Linked DNA regions of Cricetulus griseus: region 2 is linked to region 1. Evidence: chromatin contacts called from public Hi-C data. All regions are on one chromosome and are shown on one strand. Each heading gives the region's core, a stretch centred on a gene start, on an enhancer-like site or on the middle of the called end of the contact. The rest is flanking DNA. Distances are from core to core; before and after follow the strand shown. Region 1 holds the start of LOC100752419 (quinone oxidoreductase-like protein 2). Region 2 has its middle 16 kb from the start of Tex35.

What was found. Hi-C and Micro-C count contacts between places; a contact is called where the count stands out from the background.
Region 2: a contact with region 1 is called in a Hi-C map of the CHO-K1 cell line, with 2.6 times the contacts expected there. The contact joins the enhancer-like site here to the promoter of LOC100752419 in region 1. A contact is called at or near these places in 2 of 8 Hi-C or Micro-C datasets (the CHO-K1 cell line and fibroblasts).

What each region holds. Positions count from the first base shown.
Region 1 is chr5:34,446,726-34,453,453 of CriGri-PICRH-1.0, reverse strand. It overlaps LOC100752419 (quinone oxidoreductase-like protein 2), which reads left to right and starts at 2,281. Exons shown (of 10, transcript XM_027417285.2): 1 at 2,281-2,397; 2 at 2,484-2,592; 3 at 5,371-5,467. The coding sequence starts at 2,348.
Region 2 is chr5:34,775,315-34,781,488 of CriGri-PICRH-1.0, reverse strand. No RefSeq gene overlaps it. Among named protein-coding and RNA genes, the nearest start is that of Tex35, 16 kb to the right of the region's middle. Within about 2 kb of position 3,553, at least 1 of the 6 cell types and tissues checked has open chromatin away from gene starts, as enhancers often do. A contact at or near this core is called in the CHO-K1 cell line, where this site is marked.

The DNA of each region.
Region 1 (6,728 bases), core at 1,032-3,531:
GTGTGTGTGTGTGTGTGTGTATGTGTGTGTGTGTGTGTGTGTCCTGTGCTTAGAACCAAACCTAGGGCCTCACAGGCTAGGTTGGCGCTCTATACTACTAACCTAAGAATGGCCATTTGGTAGTGACATTGTATTTCTCCATAAATCTGGGTTCTTTCTTTTTTAAAGTTGCTGAGGATTGAACCCAGCATGCTAGGCAAGCACTGCGGCACTGAGCTCCAGCTCCTGCTCCTGGTTCCATCAATATTCGTAATGATTAGCAGTTTACAGAGTGCTTTCATGTCTGCCTTGTTGGAAACACAGGTTTTTAAAAAATCTTTTCACATTCTAGACATTCTGTTGTGTGTGAAGCTAAAAATTCCCAGTGGATGCTATTATAATGACAGTGTCCTCTACTGTACACCTGAAGTGGTTATTTGGTATTGGGTTCCTCAACCATCAAAGCCTTTAGAGCATAATTTCAGAAATGCATTCTTACTTCATTTTTGCTTTTATTTGTGTGTGTGTGGGGGGAGGTTGAGACAGGGATTTTCTGTGTAGCACTGGCTGTTCTAGAACTCACTTTGTAAACCAGGCTGGGCTTGAACTCACAGAGGTCTGCCTGCCTCTGCCTCACAAGTGCTGGGACTAAAGGCGTTCAACACCTCTGCCCGGCTCTGTAAAACTTTTGCTTTACAGTTTCCCTTCATTTAACTGCTGTCCATTCATGTTCAATGCCTTCTTTTTATGGAAGAGTTAATTGAGGGTGAAAACCATTAAGGAGGTGGTCAAAGAGTTGTTACTACAGGGTTTCATAAAACACTGTGCTGTCATTAAATGCTATTTATCCAATGATACAATCTCCCCAGAATATCACATACCTCTCATCTATTGCTGGCATATATTTGGTTGCTGTTGTAAGTACATATGACCAGTTTATTTTTAATATGTAATATATATTTTATATGTAATGCAACAATTTATTTGATTATATATTTAATGATAACATCAAATAAAATTATTAATATACATACCATTTATTGTGTGTGTGTATACTTATATCATTAAGGCCAGCCTTTGGAGTTCAGAGGACAATTTTTGGGTGTAAGTTCTCTCCTTCCACCATGTGGGTTCTGGGGATTGAATTCATCTGTCAAGCTTTTAATGAGCACCTTTACCCATTCGGCCATCTTGCCAACTCCTAACTAGTTTTATATACAATCTCACATATACAATAATGCTGCTTTTAGTTCTTCCAGGGTGTACCTATGCACCTAGGGATTATGTGGTCACTAAATCACATTTACTAAATGTTAAACCTAATATAGACAGGCCTTTGGTACATGAAAACCATTAAGTTTTGGCCTTCTTCATTAGTTAGTATTTTGAGACACAATTCAGCTATGTAGCCTTGGCTATGCAGACCAGGCTGGCCTCAAATTTATAGAGATTCACCTATCTCTGTCTTCTGAGTGATGGGATTAAAAGCGTTTGCCACCATGTAAGCTTATTTTTATTTTTACTTGAGACAGGGTCTCATTATGTTTGGTTTTCTTGCCTCTGTCTCCTGGGTCCTGGGATTACAGGAGTGTGCCCAGCTGGCTTGTCTCTAATTGGACATTCTCTTTGGATTTGCTTAGTTTCAGCTAACACCAGATCATTAGTAACGGTATAGTTTTATCATAATTAATCCGGTGTGAGAAAATTAGTAGCAGGGACACTAGCAAGGTGTTCGAATGCAGACATCAAAGGACTCACCTATGCATTTAGAACTTCTTCCTTACAAAGAACCCAGAACTACTGCTGAAATGTCACTCAAACGGATTTTGTTGTTTTGTTTCTCAAGACAAGGTTTCTCTGTGGAGTCCTGGCTGTCCTGGAACTCACTGTATAGACCAGGCTGGCCTCCAATTCAGAGTGCTGGGATTAAAGGCTTGCGCCAACATGGTCAGGGGCCAAAAACGAATTTAACAGTCTCCCAGGCACATGCAGCTGTAGTCCCAGCACCCAGGAAACAGGCAGGAAGATCACATGTTCTAGGCCAGCCTGCTCAAAACTGTGAGTTCCAGGCCAGCGAGAGCTACATCGTGAGACCCTCTCTCAACAAAAAGGTTAACCTGGGGTAATCGAGTCATTTTTCTTTATGCTCCCTATTTGCTCTCCAGCACCGAGTCCGGGCTTCAGGGCTGTGCGCCCCGTGTTCTAGCCTTAGGAGCAAGGTGGGGCTAACAGCCCCTGGCTGGGACATCTGAGCTCCGCCCGCTGGGTCGGCGGGTCGCCCGGGGCGCGTCTTCGGACGCCTTTCCGCTCTCCCCACGGGCTCTTCCTGCCACGAGCTGGCCACGCCCCTCGCGACATTCTGCTGGTCATGGCGGCGCGGCTGTGTGCACGGCACCTCCCTCTGGCATGGCTGTGCAGGTGCAAGCCCGACTCTTCCCCAGAACCCCCCAGTACCGGCCCCTGGATACGCCAGAGAAAACCAATCCCCTTTTCCTTCGTTGCAGGCGAGCCGCGCAGAGCCAGGGCCGGCACTACCGCGCCGCACTCTGCGCCGAGTTGAAACATCCCCTGATCATTGAAGAGATGGCTTCCTCCCCTCTCGGGCCACACGAGGTAGGGTGACAGGCCTGACCTCCGGATGCCTCCACGTATGGTTCAAAACCTCCGTCTATCTCGGCCACGCACTAGAATGGCATCCCGCCGCAGTCAAGATTCTAGTTCCCAAGCATAGGGGGTGACCCGGAGGCTGGAGCGCACTCACTCTGGGCTGGAGGGTCAAGCCCTTTCAAGGTTCACAGAAAGGCCAGAAGTGTCAAGGAAGCCGTCTCCCAGAACTCAAGTATAGGCCCCCTTTCTAAAGCTCCAGAGCAGTTGCCTTAGAAACAGCATCTGATTTACACACGACTTTACATAACAATACAGATAAAGGACCCTTATGCTTTGCTTAGCCCCTCTTCAGTGTCAGCGTCAAATTATCCGCCCGCCCTTCTCTCCCAAACCCCTATCTGTCTCAGTGAATACATGCCTGGGCCCCTCTGACGTCCTACAGTAATTTGGAATGGGATTCTTTCCCTGTTGTGGCTCTTACCCAGATATGTGAAAGTCACCTTGGCTTTGCTTAGTGACCACTATGGTGACAGTATGTGACAAATACATAGTGCAGAATGCAGAACTTGAAACAGGGTGGAGTAGGCAAACGTCTTCACGTTAGGAATCGCTGATGGGAGACAGAAATGCAGCTGCAGCCCTAAAGGTCACCAGAATGGAGCTTGTGGTTAAAATGGATTATTTGGAAGAACATGTGATAGCGGCCACTCTGCTTCTCCGGATTCATGTGCCCAGAGCTCATCTTGAATCATTCCTTTCTGAGGGAATCGGTGCTTTTTTTTTTAACACACCATGTAATCCAGGCTGACCTTGAACTGGTGATCTTCTTGCATCAGCCTCCAGAATGCAGAAATGCTTTACCATTCTTGGCTAAATTATTCTTAAAACCAAAATGGAGTGCCTTGAGGACATGTGAGTGCTGTCCACTGGTCAATAACCACTACTCCGGTTTTTCAAGGCTAAGAGGGCTGGGCAGGAGCTGTTTTGTTTTGTAAGGAGTTAGCTTGTGAGAGCTGTCTTCATTCACCATTAACTCCCTCCAGTTTGGAATAGACCCTGGCATGTGGCACCTGCCTAAAGAATTGAGAAATGCTGTGGGCAGTGTTGGCACACTTGGGAGGCAGAGGCAGGCGGAGCTCTGTGAGTTGGAGTTCAGCCTGGTCTAATGAATAAATTCCAGGACAGCCAAGGCTGTGCAGAGAAACTCTGTCTCTGGAAAACAAAAAAGAATTAAAAAATGGATGATTTTTGTAGATGAAAAATGGCTTCTAACCACCCTGCCACCTCTATGATGCATTTAAACAAGTATATATCATTCGTTTGGAATTGGGACTGGCATCTTCAGGGATTCCAAACCCTGCTGGCATGTGTTCTCCGGTGAGCACCAGAGTCATCTGGGCCTGTTCAGACAGATTGCTGAGCCTTGACTTCATGTGTCTGATTCAGCATGGGGTGTGGCCCGAAAGTTTGAAGTCTCTTTCTTTCTTCCTTTCTTTCTTTCTTTCTTTCTTTCTTTCTTTCTTTCTTTCTTTCTTTCTTTCTTTCTTTCTTTTTCTTTTTTTAAGACAGAGTCTCACTATGTATCTCTGGCTAGTCTGGAACTCACTATGAGTTGAGATCAGGCTGGCCTAGAATTCACAGAGATCTGCCTCGCTTTGTCTTCTCCATGCTGTCATTAAAGGCAGAAACCTGATGAAGTTTGAGTTTCTAAGAAATTCCCAGGGGATGCCAAGGATGGTCAGCACTAACCACTTTTTGAGACTCACTGGCTCCTCTAAAGGTCTAGGGCAGTGGTTCTCAACGTGTGAGTTGAGATCCCTTTGGGCATCGAACTACCTTTTCACAGGGGTCACATATCAGATATTCTGCATATCATATATTTACATTACAATTCATAACAGTAGCAAAATTACAGTTATGTAGTAGCAATGAAACAGTTCTGTGGTTGGGGGTTATCACAACATGAGGAACTGCATTAAAGGGTCACAGCATTAGAACGTTGAGAACCATTGGTTTAGAGATACTACTGGCCATGTGGTTGCAGTTCTGCCTCAGTGATGGCTTTGCCAAGAGCATAGAAGACAGGACTCTAGGATGTCCTCCTCATGTTCCTACCATAGTTGTCTATACTTAGACCCTCAGTGGCATCCTGTTATATCTAGTATGAAGTTCGAAGTCCTAAGTTCATCCCTAAAATCTTGGTGTAGTCTTGTGTTCTCACTCTCTTGCTCCCTTGTCTCTTTCTCCTCTTTATGTTCTAGGCTCACTGGTTTTTCTTTTGTCTCTGTTACAGGGCTTTTGCACATGACATTGCTTTTATCTGTGCCAAGCTTTCACCTCCTAGTCTGAATCATTAACTCTTTGCTTTTAGTAGCTCAAGAACTACATCCCTAGTTTTTCTTGATGTTCTTCAAAAGGGTCACATGACCTCATTATGTGCTTTCTCCTATCTTTAATACTGTATGTTGAACTATAAAGCAACACATATGAGCCAGGTATGGTGGTTCAGGTTTATAATCCGGGAAGATTTCAAGTTTGATTGTGATTCTGACTGAACAGCAGAAGCACATTCGGCTTCATTAGCTTCATTATTATTTAGTTGGTGCCTTCTCTTCTATACTTGCAGGTCCACAGAGGCTGAAACTTTGTCCATTTTGCCTTAAGATACTCTGACTCCTTGTTCAGTACCTGGCATATGGTTGTCATTCATTGGGTAACCCTTTTTTAATTAATTATTATCGAAGAACTCTGTCTCCATTTTGTTCTTCTGTGCTTCCTTTGCAGGTCAGAGTTGATGTTCACTTTTGTGGTGTCAACTTTGCTGATATTCTGGTCTGTAATGGTCAGTATCAGGAAAAACCCCCTCTTCCCTTTATACCTGGTGAGTATGGGGGATACTCCTGAAGCGACTACTTCAGGAAAAGATTTTGAAGGTTTTCAGAGCCACATGCATCTTCTTAGACGCTACTCCCCATCCTCTGCCAGGCTTGACCAGTGAGGTTTCTGTTATATATGCCACCATCACTGTTAGAGTCACTACCTCATGACCCTCCCCTTGCAGGCCTATTGTACTCAATATTGTATTCCCAGCTTAGCATTGCCCTGGCTTATAGATGACACTCGGTGGTCTAGTTAGATTCTCTGTTGCTGTGATAAACACTGACCAAAATCAACTTGGTGAGGAAAGGGTTATTTGGCTTCCACTTCCATCACTGAGGGAAGTCAGGGCAGGAAGTGAAGCAGAAACCATGGAGGAATGCTGCTTGCTCACAGGCACATGTTGGGCTATCCTTTTTATATTGCCCAGACTCATCTGCCCAGAGATGGTACCATTCACAGTGGTCTGGACCCTTCTGCTTCAATTAGCAATCAAGAAAATGCCCTACAGACAGGCCCACAGGCAAATCTGACTGGGGCAATCCCCTAATTAAGACTCCCTCAGATACTTCTGGGATGTGTCAAGTTGACAGCGGCAGCTAACTAAGGGCATTCACTAACTGCTTTAAACTGAACAAATGGGCAATTGTTTACACATTGTTGTGTTCACCAGAATTCTATTGTTAACCCTGCTCATTCCTTTGCCTTCTTGGTGTTGCCTCAGTTTTATTTTTTCACTGAAGGATCACAAACATGCTTGCATCTAAGACCTGTACCCTCATCACCCCAAGCCCAAAGGAGCTCAGTGCTGAAGGTTCCAAAGTAAGAAGAGGAAGGAAAAATTTAGTTGTGTCTTAGCAGCCCACTGTCTGATTTCCATTACGCTCTCTCTGTCTGGTTACTTTTAGATCTTTAATACATAGATACATAACTGGTTTTTGTTGTTGAAGTTTATTTAAGGAGATCTAAGTAGAGCTTAGTGTGTTTGGAGTACATGCATATTATATACAGATAAATATAAAGATTATAGTGATTCCATGATTGCCACACAGCTGTTGTGTTTGGGGTTTTTGGTATTCTGTCTTAATACTACCAGGAACCGTTTCCTTCTGTTTGTATTTGCTGAAAGAATAGACTAGAGGAAGGTGTCACAATGAAGTTATTCCCCTGGCAGAGCAAGTAGGAAATGCATAGCTATTAGGTTCAGAAATTTCAGAGGTGGTGGGGCAGTGGTGGTGCATGCCTCTAGTCCCAGCATTTGGGAG
Region 2 (6,174 bases), core at 2,304-4,803, 330 kb before region 1:
GGGGTCTAAACTCCGGATTTGTTCAGTCCGTTTCATCCTGGCATCTTGGCTTCTGGAGAGCTCAGTGGGTAGAGAGACTGATGTGGCCCTGGCGCCCTCTGCTGGCGTGTTTTCCTGGTTTATTTTTTCCCCCCTTTCCCTCCTGCCTGGGAATACAAACACCTTTGCTTTTCCTGGGCTTGGCAAAAGTTAGGACTTAGGATTCCTGGTCTTACTATAAGCCCTTTCCTTTGTGGGTGTCAAGTCTGAAAGTGGTTTCTAATAAAAGTGAGCATCAGATGGGGCTTCTAGGAACCAATAACCCAAATGACAGTAGGTCAAAGAAAGTGACAAATAGAAATGGCTTCTGTGCCAGGCTCTGAGCTGTTTTTCTGATGTCATCTGGTCTTTCAAACGCCTTTGAGAGGCCTGCTCTGTTGTCCTCTAAGGGAACCGACGGAGTTTTTTTCCAAGGAGAAACACCCTACACAGACAGAGATGGCCCCTTCGTGGAGGCAGGGATGACCTTTTGTGACTAACAGAACGCTCCGGTTTTCCCCAAAGGCCCATGGACCAGCTGGACAGAAAGTCAAAGGATTCTCTGTCTGTGTTAGACCCTCGCCAGCAGATTGCTCCTGGATAGAGGGTACCCAGCACAGTCGCTGGGCAGGTGCTTGCTCTGTCTGAGGCCCCATCCATACAGCAGACATGGGCTTTGCAGCCATCGGGTCCAGTGCATGTGTCTACGACTCAAGGCTGAGACAGAGACAGAGATGACGATGAGTCCTTCTGACAAATGTTCAGACAGCGCTGTTGTTATCAGTCCTGAAGCAAATGTGAAGAAGAAATCGGAAATCAGAGTGGACAGGGTTCAAATCCCAAATCCCAGCTCAGCCACCTGACGCCTGATGTTAGGAGGGACTTTTTTTTTTTTTTTTTTTTTTTTTTTGCCTCTCTCTTGGTTCATTTTGATCTGTGTAAAATGATACAACAGTTTGAATGGCTTCACAGAATGGCAGTGATTCCATAGTGTTTTTTAAATAATAAAATGAAGTAATGTCAGTTGTCACAGGGGCACCCAGCCTGCCTGCTTGCCACACGACTCATGAATTGTGTTTACCCCCATCCCTGCTCCTGTCACTGCCACCCAAGTATAGGGGTGACAGTACCAACTTTGCTCTAAGAAGCTTGCCCTTGAGAGAAGACAGACACAAACACAGGGGCTATGCTTTCTGCAGGGTTGGTGACAAGCAAGCTGGGGCCAGCGGATAAGGCCTGAGGAGGCAAGGAAAGCAAGGAATTCTGGGAGTGAGAACTACTATTTACATACAAGAACAAGGTAATCCCCCCCCCCCCCAGAGAGCTCTGTGGCAGTGGAGGAGAGAGAAGGGCCTGAAGGAAGTGTGTGCATGGTACATTTGAAGAAATGCTAGGAGACCAGTGTGGCTAGAGCTGAAAAGGCAAAAGCAGCCCGGGGCTGGGAGTGGTGAAGATGGAGACCGGTGCATGGAGGCTTCAGGTTTTTCTCTAAGAGAAGGAAACACTGGGAAGTTCTGAGCTGAAGGGTGCCCTGAGCTAACAACATGGGAAAGGACAACTCCAGCTGGTTGTGACTAGATGTCAGATGTCTCTCTGACCCCAGGGAGAGAGGAAGCTGGCTGAAGCCATGGGAAGATGCCACTGTGACCAGCATCATACAAACATGGGTTTTAACACCAGAGGGCCATATTTTTTTAAAAAAGATTTTATTTATTTATTTTGTATACAGTCTTCTGCCTGCACGCCAGCAGAGGGCACCAGATCTCATTCAAGGTGGTTGTGAGCCACCACGTGACTGCAGGGAATTGAACTCAAGACCTCTGGAAGAACAGTCAGTGCTCTTAACTGCTGAGCCATCTCTCCAGCCTGAGAGCCATCTTTTTTTAAAAAAAGACTTTTATGTATGTGAGTGTTTTGCCTCTGTGTACACATATGCATCACATGTGTGCCTGGTGCCTGAGGAGGTCAGAAGAGATCAGATCCCCTGAAGCTGGAGTTACAGGTGATTGCCAGCCTCGATGTGGGTTCTGGGAATTGAATCTGGGTCCTCTACAAGAACAATAAGTGCTCTTAACTGCTGAACTGTCTCTCCAGCTCCTGGGGCCCATATGCTAATAGCTTAATACTATATCATTAATCATATATATAATCTTATATATATGAAACAGGATCTTACTATGTAGCCCTGTCTGGCAGGAATTCACTATGTAGACCAGGCTGGCCCTAAAGTCACACAAAGATCTGCCTGCCTCTCCTTTCTACTTCTTGCCTCATTAAACATAACACACACACACACACACACACACACACATACACACACACACACACACACATGTTTTTCAAGACAGGATTTCTCTGTGTATCTCTAACTGTCCTAGAACTTGCTCTGTAGACCAGGCTGGCCTCGAACTCAGAGATTCACCTGCCTCTGCCTCCCAAGTTCTGGGATTAAAGACATGCACCACCACTCCTGGCTAACAATATATAATTTTTAATATCAGTAGAGCATTCCAGTCTGTGATCATGCCATAATTTAGCAAACTGGTGTCCTCTTACATTGTTTTCAACTTTTTAAATTTTTTTTTATTAGTCCAAATTAGGAACAAGCTTGCTTCACATGTCAATTCCTTCTCCCTCTCCCTCCCTGTTTTCAACTTTTAAATATATAACTAACTCTGGGGAGCCTTCTAGTTAAATCTTAACACATATTTTAATTTTTGATATCTTTTACTGCATGTGATATTCTAAAATTGCCCTCAGAAAGACTGTATTAGAAACTCTCCCAGAGTTGCTCATCTCTGCTCAGTTAACACCCACAACCAGCAACACTGTGCTCACCACTTTTAAAATCTGATTGCAACAGAGATACTTTTCTATTTGGATGTCTTTATTTGTCCAATTGCTTTGTGTAAAACTTCTGACACAACAGTGAGGATAAGTATTCTTGGTTTGCTCCTCCTCTCAAAAGAGAAGTGTTAACATTTCCCTATTGGTTGTGACATTGGCTGTGGCTGTGGAGTTATACATTGCCTAATTGTTATATTGAGTTATATTGCTCAGAGCTTTTTTTTTTTGCATAAAAGATGTTGAATTTTGACAACTGCTTTTTCTACATCTATTCAGATTACCATCTAACTTTTGTCTTGCATTACATAGTGGTTGAACAACATTTATTGGCTTAAGTGTATTAAATCATCTTTGGTCTTTGAAATATTGGGGTGGGCTGCTGGAGGCTTTAGGGAAGGAACTCCTGAGGCCAGTTGGGGAAACTCTTAGACAGATAGTTGGGGTCCCCATATTCACTGAAATGGAGTGCAGTCAGCCCTGTTGGGACCGAGAGGGGTTGGTCTAGGCTGAGAATGTGGTGGTGGGTGTCTAAGCCCCTCCTTTCCCACATTGTGACACAAGAGGGGTTCCGGGCAGGTACTGTGTCAAGTCTGTAGCAGTGATGGAGAACAGATGACACATTTGGCCTCTTCCCCCTGGATGCCCAGCCCTCCTCTCCCTAACTGCTCCCAAATGACTCACCCTAAGTGATGCCTGAGTCAGGGCCTCCAGCAACAGCACCTGTTGTCTGTGGGTGGGCTCGGTGAGCCAGTTGTTCCTTCTCTGTTATCATTGTCACTGAGGTTATAGGCAAAAGATGCTGTCATAAGGGACCCCTCCTTATCTTCTGCAAGCCAGTGGCCATTCTCCATACCATGCTTGCGTTTTCATGTTGTTTCACACACAGCCAGCCTTGCTTCCCCAAACAGCCATAGATCATTTGTTTATTCTCCCACATTAAAGCAGACCAGAGTTCATTTTGTTGCAACCCTGACATAGCTGTGATTAGGCAAGGTGTTTGGAAGGTGAGACTGTGCATTGAAGGCCTTTGAGTGCAGGAAAGGCAGTGCTGGGCCACACTCCATCCTTACAGCAGCTTTTGCTTGTTCCTTTTGCTTTGTTTTAATTGAGTTCCCAGCTCTCATCTCTGCAGGCCAACTGAGTCAACTGTATCCTACTCCAAATTCCTAGGGAAAGAAACCCAACTGGACAACCGGCCTCAATATTCACCTGTCCATCATCTGGGTCCTAGGCTTGTCCAGGAGAGCAAGGGTGTGGAGCACAGGGAAGCAGGAAGTAGGCTGGAGAGATGTCCCCCAAGACCCTGGCTGCACAGAGCAGTACATAAGGCCCTATCTCAAAACCAAAACAGGCCGGGCGTTGGTGGTGCATGCCTTTAATCCCAGCACTCGGGAGGCAGAGGCAGGCGGATCTCTGTGAGTTCGAGGCCAGCCTGGTCTCCAGAGCGAGTGCCAGGATAGGCTCCAAAGCTACACAGAGAAACCCTGTCTTGAAAAAACAAAACAAAACAAAACAAAAAAAACCAAAAAAAACAAAAAAAACAAAACAAACAAACAAAAAAAAACCAAAAACCAAAAAACAAAACAAAAATCAAAACCAAAACAGGGGTAGGGGGAGTCCCATGGAACTTGGTTGCTTGTTTGCTATGAGAAAGACAGAAAATGCCAAGCCTAAAAGACTAAGTGGTAGCAATATCTTTGTAAATGCATACATTTGTCCACAATGTCAATGTAGCAGAAGTGGAGGGAAATCAATGAATTTTGTATAGTTTCTGTCTTCACTCACTTTAAACTCTTCTAGGAAAGTGTTTGGAGCTGCCAGAGGTAGAACATGGGGCTTGGAATGTTGTTCAGTGGAAGAACACTTTGTTCTTTTAAGTTTTTAAAATTTATGTGCCTTGGTGTGAAGGTGTCAGATTCCCCTGGAACTGGAGTTATAGATAATTGTGAGCTTCCATGTGGGTCCTGGGAATTGAGCTCAGGTCCTCTGGAAGAGCAGAAAAACATTTTCTTATATGTGAAAGCCTGGTTTTGATCCTCAGCAAAGTTGTATGTGCAGTCTCAGTCAGTTATGGAGACAACAAACAAACAAATGGGATGATACAGAGGAAAGACAGCTTCCTCCCTCGATTGCTTTGGGCTTTGCACTTTATTCATCTTCTCAGGGATCCTCAAACTAACCCATAGAGCTCTGACAGGAGTGCCAGGCCAGCTGCTCAGGGGGACTCGGCACTCTCTTACACTCCAGGTCTCCTGGATGGCTCATCCAGGGCACCAAGTTGACAGGCAGACAGATGGGCTAAAGGGAATCCTGCTGGGGACTAAGGTCCAGCGTTGGGCTAGGGATCCCCCTGTGCTCTGGCTGTCAGAAAACCAAGCAGGGACAATGACCTCTGTTGTGACTTTGGGTCAAGAAGAGATTTGGGGGCACAGGTGGGGAAATTTATTGGTGGCTGTGTGGAGTGTGGCAGGACAAGGAGGTCCCAAAGAGACAGGTAGATAGAGCCTTGGGGGCAGGTCACAGCTTGAATCCTGAGACTTAGGGTCACCTGTCAGAGACTGTGATTTGAGAATCATGGTTCAAGTTCATACTTCTTTCTAGTAAAGTTAACATTGGTTCCTCTCAAACAAATTTACATTCTCATCTCAACCATGCTAGGAATAATGAGCTAGCAGAATGCTAAGAAGCAGAAAAGTGGGGAAACATTTTTAATTAACCAAATTATATTATAGACACTTGATTCAGAGGGGAAGGTTTTGTTTTTATTTTTTAAAGGAACAACAGGACCAGGGTGAGGGGTTGTATTTTAGGGTCACAGGGCCTTTTTGTTGTGTTCCAGGCGGGTTTCCTTTTCTGTCATTAATGAATGTAGACTTTAGACCAGAACCATTTCATCTTCAGAGGCTTGAAGGCTGATTGCTGATCAAGGACTACATGAGTAGTGTGCCAAGTCTGGGGCCTCAGGCTTGAGAAAAACACACTTATTTCAACCCTCAATATCCCAAGAAAGAAGAGAAGTAGGTCCCTAGAAAACAGTACAGGCCATGGGTTAGAGTCCAAAGGTTGTCCATGGTGTAAGAGGAGGGAGATTTGGTAGTTTAGATCGTCGGTCATCTGCCTCTAAAATGCGCAGGCGATGCCTTTGGAGGCAATTAGCTCTCCAATGACTGTCTGCTGGCAATAACAACCTGGCTAAAGGCAGAGCCCTTGTGAATGGAGTTAGTGCCCTTCTAAAAGAGATTGGAGTGGCAGACTGGGGCAGTTTTATGCAGCACTGAGGATCTGTGTCCTTTCTGCATGTTGTCTAAT